2 separate regions of the Cyprinus carpio genome follow, and region 1 is linked to region 2. A link is a contact called in public Hi-C data. All regions are on one chromosome and are shown on one strand. The core of a region is the stretch at or near the end of the contact, and the rest is flanking DNA. Distances in the headings are between cores, read along the strand shown. Region 1 holds the start of LOC109064555 (MAD2L1-binding protein-like). Region 2 overlaps rrbp1a (ribosome-binding protein 1).

Region 1 (4,660 bases), core at 1,856-4,355, 42 kb before region 2:
AGAAGGAGACAACTGTTGGTGCGACAAATCTTGGACAAGAACCTCCTTCCCTCATCCAGAACACTGAAGATGGGTCATGGATGGGAAAATGAGCCGAAACATACCGCCAAGGCAACAAAGGAGTGGCTCAAGCACATTAAGGTCATGTAGTGGCCTAGCCATACTCCAGACCTCCGTCCTATAGAAAATCTGTGGAGGGAGAAGAATCTTTGAGTTGCCAAAAGACAGCCAAGAAATCTTAAGGATTTAGAAAGGATCTGTAAAGAGGAGTTGATCAAAATTCCTCCTGAGATGTGTGCAAACCTGGTGACCAACTACAAAAAAACGTCTTACCTCTGTGCTTGCCAGCCAGGGTTTCTGCACTAAGTACTAAATCATGTTATGCTTGGGGATCAAATACTTATTTCACTCACTGAAATGAAAATCAATTTCTAACCTTTAGATAATGTTTTTCCTGGATTTTTTGGTTGGTATTCTGTCTCTACACGTTAAAATAAAACTACCATAAAAATTACAGGCCCTTCATTTCTTCGTAAATGGGCAAACTTACAAAATCAGCAGGGGATCAAACAAATATTTTCCTCACTGTAGTAAAGTGTAATGGGTTCACTAGTTATTATGTGGTAAAATAAGAAATTAAAATAAAATAAAACAAGCTCTAAGAAGCTCCAAAAAAAGCTTTTTTTTACTCAAGACAAAATAAAACTTTACCTTGATATTCTTGATATAACCCAGCTCCAAAGTGCCCCTGCCGACACTACTGATTTTTCATGCTGACTGCCCCTACATCTGCCTTTTCAACCATCTTTATTAATTTATTTTTTCCGTTTTTATCCTCCTGCACTCCCTGTTGCTACACGAATGAAGATCTGTTTCACAAAGGCTGCTTTATGAGTGCAATGTGTACTTGCAATTTTAAAATAGCACAAAAGCCAACAAACCTGATTCATTTCACCAAGTCATCATCAAAAGATATTATAACGCAAGTATCTGATGTTAGTTCACTGCAATGCACTGTATTACCCTAAGCCATAAGACAACAGCTCTCATCATACACATGCGTTTGATTTATGATAGCAGACCATTAATGTGTGTCGAGTAGCATCACTGTCAACCTAATGATTTACAGTCCTGCAACTTCATAGGACGTGGCATAACCATACTTTACTGGAGGCCAAAATTTCTACAATCAATAAACTGGATAGTCATGAACTTCAGGTCACAGTGAGTGATGTCAAGAACAGGTGGCAGTGCTTGTGCACTTCAAATTATTAAAAATAGCCTTATTCTAATGATAAAGTGTCTCTGTTGTAAAGCACAATCATTAAGGTTCTCAGGTCAAAACAAGCTAAATTATGATTATATCAAACAGACTTGGACAATGCAGAACGTCCAAACATACTAATAAAGTTGCATTATACCATCCTGTTCCCTGAAAGCAAATTTCCAGGAAAGTTTAGCTCCAGCTCTGACCAAACCCACCTGATCCAACTCATTTTTGAGTAGTATGCTTACAGTTTTAGACAATAGGTCTAGAACTAAACTACTTATGAAGGTGGATATCCAGGACCAGGATCTAGCAAAAGTGCATGCATGCATGACATTCTTTTCATTAAATGTTTAATTAACAGAACTTTTAATTTGTAATTTATATGATGCATTTATACAAACTGACTAACATGGAGTCAAACAGGGTTATTCGTCTAGATCAAGGGTACAACTGTCATAGTTCATGGAAAGCACCACGTTGGGGGGTTTATTTTATCATACGGCGTTTCACTAACTGCGCCAATCAAACATGCACATGCTCCAATTCATTTCTAAAAGATTACACACTTATTAATGCATTTTTATTTGCATTTAAACAGATTTTTAAACGCTGGACACATAAGGGCCTTGATCACAGCATCATGCACTGATGCTCCACCTGCATCTGAAGGTGTGCATCTGTCCATGCTGTTGATTCAAGAGGTAGAGCGTCTATAAGACGAAATTTCTCCTGTCACGTGCGTGCCGTGACCCAAGGTTCAAGCCGGTGGATGTCAAACCCCAGACTGACACTACCGTTATGAATGTGAAAGAGACACGACCCGAGTCCAAAAGACCCTTACCTTTCTCCGCTCTCCACTCCTTTTTCTTTTTGCTCATGGTGCCGTGATGTGAGGGCTTCTGGTAACTGGTTTTTGAGTTAAGCAACCCCAGGCTCACAGCGAAATGCGCGCTGAAACTCAAGGGAAAGTGAGAGAGCTCCAGTAGCGTGATGCCTCACCTGTGAAACTGTCAAATTGTAGTTTGGTGGGGAGACTGTGCGGTGATGCAACCTATCTTAACGCTAGCAGTGGTGGCTGCGTGGAAAATGGCGCGCGACGATTGGTCGGCTCGTACGCGGAAGCGGTGTTGCGATTGGATGGTTTCATGCGGCAGTCCGATAAAACGCGTATACGCTTGACGTGCGCTAGGTTGAGCGTCAAAGCGTCGTAGGGTTGGTAGGGTAACAACCGCGGGGAGCGAGTGACAGAGCGTGGTAGCGGAATCTATCTAGCAATGTATCTATGGGCTTCTTTAACAACATACAGAGATTTGTAATATATTTGTAAATCTATAATAATGTGATAGAAATTCCTTTGTAATGCAACTTTTATAATTACTGGAACTAAAAATCCAGTAATTATAAATTTTTTTATAAAAGTTACATTACAAATATTGACCTTTTGAAATCCATACTAACTCCTACACATACTTGCATGAAATCTATACAACATTTGTACAAAGGGGACACTTAATTTTTTGGCAATATTATCATTTTGTTTGCTCTGACGCTATTGGATGAGAACTGAACCTAACAGGATTAGGGTGTATGAAAAAAAAATCAACCTGCAGAGGGCGTCATTCACCGCTTTGCTTTAAATCCGAAGAGAGAGAGAGAGAGAGAGAGAGAGAGAGAAATATATATATATAATAAAAAAAAAACAGGAAGATTTACCTGGCTATTAAAAATAAATAAATCTGTATTCTCATGCTAACCAAAGATTTCTTTATAAAAAAAAAAAAAAAAACATCAAATAAAAATGGAAGAGCAGGACTCTTATTATATTTCCCCTGATTTCCGGTTCCCGTGTTTCCCATGATGCCGTGCCCGGTGTGCAAATTCAAAAAGTAGAAATGGAAGAGGGATCGAAGAGGATAGAGTTTGAGCGTGCAAACATGACTGTCATCAAACATTGTAAAACCAACGAAGTTTCTAACAACAGCACAATTATTCACACCGACCAGTGTACATCTCACGAAGAAGAATCAAAGGTTTCATCTGATGGAGAAAAGGAAAGGAACATTGTGTGCCAGGTCGATGATCCTGAATCCTCCGCTAAATCTAAGGTGGAAAATGTGTACCTCCTGGACAACATTGGTGAGAGTGAGAGAGACAGGGAGTCTTTAACCCCATCAGAGGACAAAGAAAATAGAAACAGCTCCACACATGTAAGAACAGATCATGATGGTAAGTATTGGCAAATAGTTAACGTAGATTTGCTATCTATGCTTCTCATTGCTAAAAAAAAATAAGTTGATCACAAATGAGAAGTCTAGGATATAAACTTGTCGTGTATATATACAGTCACGATCGAGTGACAAATTGCATTTTAATGGTTTTGCTTTACTTTCACTTTCTTTAAATAATTATAAGTAAAACATCTGCTAAATGTCAGCTTCTGGAAATGGATGAAAGTACATGATTTTAATCATCTTAAAGTTAATAAATTATGTGTTTTAAGCTGTTCGAGTCCCTCAATTATATATTTTAATGAAAATAATGCAATTTAACACTTCACTTTACATTTAATGCTATATCTTTGCTGTAGATCATTTTCGATCTGGACAAAAAGAGTGTCACATCATTTATCTCATTGATGTTTGCCACTTTAGTCTGTGCCTCGGAAAACCTCTGAAATTTTGATTCCACTGTTTTTATTTCAAGGTTGCCAGCAGATGGAGGCTTTGGCCAGTTCTTCTGGCAGTCAGAGGGATTGTGAATCTAGTGGAGTGTCTGCAGACCACATTGATGATGAGGAAATATTCAGGAGAGCAAGAGAAGAGGGACGAGTGAATGTTGTCTTTCCCGGCCGTATCACACAGGAAGGTTGCTGTAGATTTGTTTGTGAGCTTCTGAAGTGTGTTCTTTACCAGCGGCAGCAGATGCCCATGACATATGACCAAATGGTGTTCCTCCAGAAACAGCAGCATAATGCCACTCAGGTATTACAGAAGACCTAATTTGATTAGATTTACCTTAATTCATAAATCTAATGAAGTTTGACTTAATTATGCTACCTTTCTCACAGACAGAGGACGTGATAATTCGACGGTCTGGAAAGACATCTGAGGGCTTGGATCGGCGTCGGTGCCAGCGGACATTGCAGGAGCTTGATGAAGTGCTGGCCCACCTTGAGACACTGTTCTCTCTTAGCCAAGTTCCTCGTGTGCTTTTCATGCTGGGTGGGTCTACCATCCTTCCCACCGAGCTGTATGAGGTGAACATGGAAGCGGTGGCCGTAGGGGCCGGGGAAAACAGCTTAAGGACCTCAACCTGTCTGAGACAGCTTTTCCGCACGATGTTTGTGGCTGACCTGTTGTCGGATGCCAAGTCTGTGCGCCTCATGACTAC
Region 2 (5,295 bases), core at 330-2,829:
TATTGATTGTTTAATCTATAGCCAGAAGGAGAAAGAAGAGGAGCTGATCCAACTCAAAAACATCATTGCCAACCAGGTGAAGCGGAACATACTGCCTGTTTTTAGACTTTATCAGCTTCTCTTAGTATTTCATTAGTAAATTTGACTTAATGTGTTCCCTTATTTGAACCAATCACATGTCCTCTTCAGGTGGATAACACAACAGAGTTGCAGCAATTGCAGCACAGGTACGAGAAGTATTTTCTGGTGCTTCACTAATACAGTTCAGTAGTTCTTAGTTGATTTGAATCCGTTTATTCTATCTTTTCCTTTGAACTTAAGATAAAAGAAAAAGATGATGAAATAGCAACTCTTCAGGGAGAGCTCCAACAGTTTAAAGAAAAAAGTTCAGAGCTCACCAGAGTAAGTTTATCATATGCAAACCTTTACACGTCAAACAATAATTCAGTTTAGACTTAACCATTCATGCCAATTTTTTTTTTTTTTAATTATTCATAGCTTGAAAACACAGAAATGCTGGAACAGCTACAAAACAGGTATACCTTATTTGTGATCCAAACAACAGCTTCAAATTCAAAATGTTAATTTTTTTTCACATTCTGTTATTAAGATTGAATGCTGTATGTTCTCTTTTTCCTGTTCCTGTAGTTTGAAAGAAAAGGAGTCTCGCGTGGCTTCGTTTGAAGAAGAGATGAGGCACTGTAAAGAACAGTATGACACTAAAGTTAGTGAGACTTTGCTGTTATTATTATCTAATTTAGTACTTTTGACTTTTTAAATGCAGTGATTTCTAATAATGCACCCTTCATTTACAGCTGGCAGATAGCACAGCCAAACTGGAGTTACTACATAAAAGGTACATATTCAGTCCAACTGAAGGCCACTGCATGTTTATGTTCCTGTCAGCCACCCACATTAACACCATTCTGTGATAAATGTCATCCTCCACAAAAAATGAGTGTTTTTTCATAATGATTTTCAGTGTAACTGAAAAAGAGAGCCTAGTGACATCACTACAACAGGAAGTGCAGCAGCTCAAGGATCTAAATCAGTCACATGGCAAGAATTACGTAAGTAGCCAAGACTATTGTGGATGTGCTTGTTTTTATCTTGCATGTACACGGTGGTTCATAAAAATATGCGTAGGCACACATCTTATCTCATCATGTCAGCTGGGGATGTGGTCTTGCTGTATAAAGCAGATTGATGCAGTGCTCTTCCATTTCTATTTCAGAAGTCTTGACTTTTAAATTACCTAGGTTTTTCTGTGTGTAAAATGTTACCGGTACTACTGGTATTAAAATGGTGACACAGATAAAAGAAGTGTTAAGGGTCATCATTTTACTCAACAGTTTTAGTTTTAAAGAAACTTATTCAACAAAAATTATTTATGTTTCTTATTATTTCACTATTTAAAAATTTATTTTGGTTTAGACAGTATTTAGTTGTGCTAAGTGTCTCAGCTTTTACCTGAGACACAAGATAAAAATTTTTTTGTTGAATTTCTGTGCATAGATTTGAATTTTTGTTATTTTTAGAGGTGTTCAGTTGTCACTGAGCATATCATTTCATTACAGGAAAGTTTGGAGGATATGCTGAAATCTGTCCAGGCTGAGACCAAAGAAGTTCTTCACTCTCTTTTCCCACACATCAACATAGAGACCGCACAGGTGTCTAGGATTTCAGTTTTCTCATACTTTTTATTTCTCAGTTTTGTTTTTGGATCCAGTTGTAATATTGACTTACTTAATATTGAAAGCAAATACACATATCATCAGTCACTCTATACACACAGTTCCATTCAGAAGTTCTGCATTTATTTGATCAAAATTACAGTAAAAACAGTAATAATGTGGAATAGATTACTATTTAAAATAACTGTTTTCTGTATTAATAATTTTACAATTTAATGTATTCTGTGATGGCAAAGCTGAATTTTCAGCATGCATTACTCCAGTCTTCACTGTGACATGGTCCTTCAGAAATCATTCTAATATGATGACTCTGGTGCTCAAGAATTTTTTTATTATTGCTATTATTATCAATTGTGTATATAAAAGTATTAATTTCCTTAAAAAAAAAAATCTTGGTGACCCCAAACCTTTGAATGGTATTGTACTTGATGCACTTCTCTTAATCACATCCTTGATTTTTTTTTAGCTAATCCTGAGTCTCTCGTTCTCTTCTTTCAGACCAATTGGCTTCAGGACTTTGCTGTGAAAGCACAAGAGGTGCTAAATCAAAAGCAACTGAGCCAAGAATCCCAGCAGAACACAGAGATGGTGGTAAGTGTGCTGCTGATCGTAGACTTGTGCTAATATCATCTAAAGTGGTTCTTTGTTGCCCCCTAGTGGGAATGTAAGGTATATTTGTAGTTACTACAATGTTGTTTTTATTATAAGGAGATAATGGGCAAACTACAGGCAGCCCAGGAGAGTCACTGCACACTACAGTCTGAGTGTGAGCAGTACAGGAATGTACTGGCTGAGACGGTGAGATTATACACCAAGAATCTGCTTCAGCAAAGCCTTAATGAGAATTGGATCAAGCCAAATTTGTTTCCTGATGTTCTATAGGAGGGGATGCTGAAAACACTTCAGAAGAGTGTAGAGGAGGAGGAGAGGGTGTGGAGGACCCAGATAATGGAGTCAGAGGAGAAACTGAGGATGGTAGGTCAAAACACCGTATTAACACACACAAATATAATTCTAGAAATCTAAAAAGAGTTTATGATGTTTCCTTTTGATTATAGAAAATGCTGTTTTTGGTTATAATTTTTTTTTAAGTTTTCATGGGCAAGCTGTGTTTATGGAAAATGTTCATAATGTTTCGGGGGAATTTGGTAGATCATTCCACCACCAAGGGACAGCGATTGTGAAAGTTTCAGTCTGTCAATTTGTATTTTATAGGCACTCAAAAAGGTGCAGGAATTAGAAGAGACAACAGAGAGCTTGAGAGTGGACAACCAGAGGACCCAACAGGTATAGATTTCACCTGTGGAAATGAATTTTTGTACTGTAGGACACTGTAGGAATTCAAAATATGTGTATTACAGAGTGCAAAAAAAGCATCAGGCTGTACCCTGAAAATATCCTGTCTGTTTAAAATATCCAACAAGTTCCTATACAAATAAAGGTGTGTGTGTGAATGGTCCTCTTCATTGAAATAAAGTATTATCCAAAAATTTAATATTTCATATTAGGACTCAACTAATGCATTCTCATTCATTATTTATTTTACATTCAAATGACTTTTCTCCAATAATCAACATTTAACCATTTATATATACGGTCCTCATGGGTCCTTAAATCATTAATATGCCTTAAATCCAAATTTAAGGTCATCTTTATATCTTAAATGGTATAGCAGATGTCCTAATATCACTTAAAGATGATAAAATCCTAAATTTGGGAACGGAAATAAAGGAATTTAAATGTTATGTCATGATTTAATTAAACGTGAGTGCTTATGCTCTACTAGTGATGCATACTCCTCTCTCTCATCTGTTTGAATGAGCAGCTGGAAGCCTAGATATTTCAAAATGGGCTTGTTTATATTTTAAAGTCCAACATTATTCATAAAATCTTTTTATTTTTTTTATGATTGGTATTTTGGTAACAGAATGAACTAGATCTGGCATTTAATTCAGTGTAAACTCTTGTTGGGAAAGACTACAGAGGGAAAGGCTAAGGATTTTTGACGGATTCAGTATATGCATTTTCATAGTATTGTCACAATAATTAGTTTATTGTCTTTCTTTAAACGCATCATTGTATTGGTAAAATTTAATATCACTAATTTGTATAATATATGGGTACATAAACTTCTATCAATACATATAGAATAAAACTTGTCTCGAGTATTTTAAATTGGTTACTCTGTTTTGCTTCTAAGCAGTATTAAGTGCCTGTTGAATATGTGTCCCAGCTTATTTAATTAAGTACAAGAGATAAATGATTGGGAAACAATGCTGGGATACATGATTTTGAGATTTTATCGGTTTGTATTTTATTTATAGATTTATTTATTTTTTGTTCATGCTACCTTAGTAGTAAGAAACCCAAGTGTATATACAGAAGTACATTTTATCCTTTATCCATTTTTTTTTCCCCCTTATGTAGCTGGAGGAGAATGTGATGTTGCTTGAGGCCCGGTTGGAGAAACAGCACCAGTCAGCGTCCACTGACAGCCAGAGTCAATCTGAAGAGATAACACACGTAAGTGCACACTCCTGCCTTAATGCTGATTCACTAAAGCACAGTATGAGACACAAAAGCAAAACAAAGCCTTCTTAGTCAGTCATTCAGTGCATTTTATTCATTTATTTTAAATAATGGATTTGTCTTTGTGAAGACGTTAATTGACAAGCATTGTTTAATTTTAAGATCTGATGTGGTTGTGAGAAGATCTTGAGATCTAGCTCTGCCACTTAAGTTCATTTTGTTGTTTATTTTTTTTCAGTTGAAGCATGTTTTAGCAGAATCAGAAAGACAGTTGAGTGTGGCCCAGCAGGAGACACAGACGCAGAGGGAGGAGCTTTCACAGGTTGGTTTTCCTTGAAGTCCAAAGCATTTGCTAAAGGTTTACACCTATTATTCTTTGTTTACCCACAATTATGTGGCAAACAGGAGATTTTCCCAAGGAAAAACACGCGAGTTGGTTTTGTTGAGTGACAGCTTCTATTTCCAGGTCAGGCGCCAACTGAGTGACGTGACAAAGCAAGCTCAGGGAGTGGCAGAGAACGGGCAGCCTGAGGCGGAAGAGTGTCAGGTTAGGGTGCGACATAGAAAGGCACCCTGCACCTCACTTGGCAGTATTAGATAAATGTTTCAGTACTAACTGTGGTTGGGTCTCAAAACCTAGCAATGCCTATATAAGACTCTTCCAAAAATGGTTGACTGGAGAACTGCCTACTTTGCTTATTATGTTATGAGACACAGTCTATATCAATCGCCAAATATCCATAGAAATGTCAAATTATATTTATTTACATAGTGCTTTTCACTATACATATTGGGATAATTTTACCCTATACAAGAGGCTATATTATTGGCCTTATGTATGTTTTTCTCCCTATCCAGTACTGCCAAAGAGGGGATGTTCTACTCATAATTCTAACCATTCATATTATAGCATTTTGTTTCAGCAGCTTCTGTTAACCCAGGCGCCTGTTTTCACCAGAATATCTGGACTCTTGGGTTCTTTCTGCCATACTCACCTTTTTTTAACCACTAACATTTGTCTTTTGCATTTGAAACTCACACTTCTTTGAAGATCCTACAATTTTTTTAGGAT

What was found. Hi-C and Micro-C count contacts between places; a contact is called where the count stands out from the background.
Region 1: a Hi-C map of red blood cells shows a contact between it and region 2, with 4 times the contacts expected there. The contact joins the promoter of LOC109064555 here to the enhancer-like site in region 2. A contact is called at or near these places in 2 of 8 Hi-C or Micro-C datasets (red blood cells and skeletal muscle).

Annotation. Positions count from the first base shown.
Region 1 is chrA13:19,305,641-19,310,300 of ASM1834038v1, reverse strand. LOC109064555 (MAD2L1-binding protein-like) reads left to right here and starts at 3,105. Exons shown (of 3, transcript XM_042769235.1): 1 at 3,105-3,496; 2 at 3,974-4,251; 3 at 4,338-4,660. The coding sequence starts at 3,163. LOC109101205 (ADP-ribose glycohydrolase MACROD1-like) reads right to left here and starts at 2,468. Exons shown (of 19, transcript XM_042769233.1): 1 at 2,112-2,468. The coding sequence starts at 2,148.
Region 2 is chrA13:19,261,000-19,266,294 of ASM1834038v1, reverse strand. rrbp1a (ribosome-binding protein 1) reads left to right here. Exons shown (of 28, transcript XM_042769254.1): 11 at 22-81; 12 at 279-402; 13 at 499-536; 14 at 649-724; 15 at 816-856; 16 at 983-1,070; 17 at 1,578-1,670; 18 at 2,193-2,285; 19 at 2,403-2,492; 20 at 2,577-2,669; 21 at 2,910-2,981; 22 at 4,122-4,217; 23 at 4,462-4,545; 24 at 4,690-4,770. Among protein-coding and RNA genes, the nearest start is that of rrbp1a, 13 kb to the left of the region's middle. Within about 2 kb of position 1,579, at least 2 of the 8 cell types and tissues checked have an H3K27ac peak or open chromatin away from gene starts, as enhancers often do.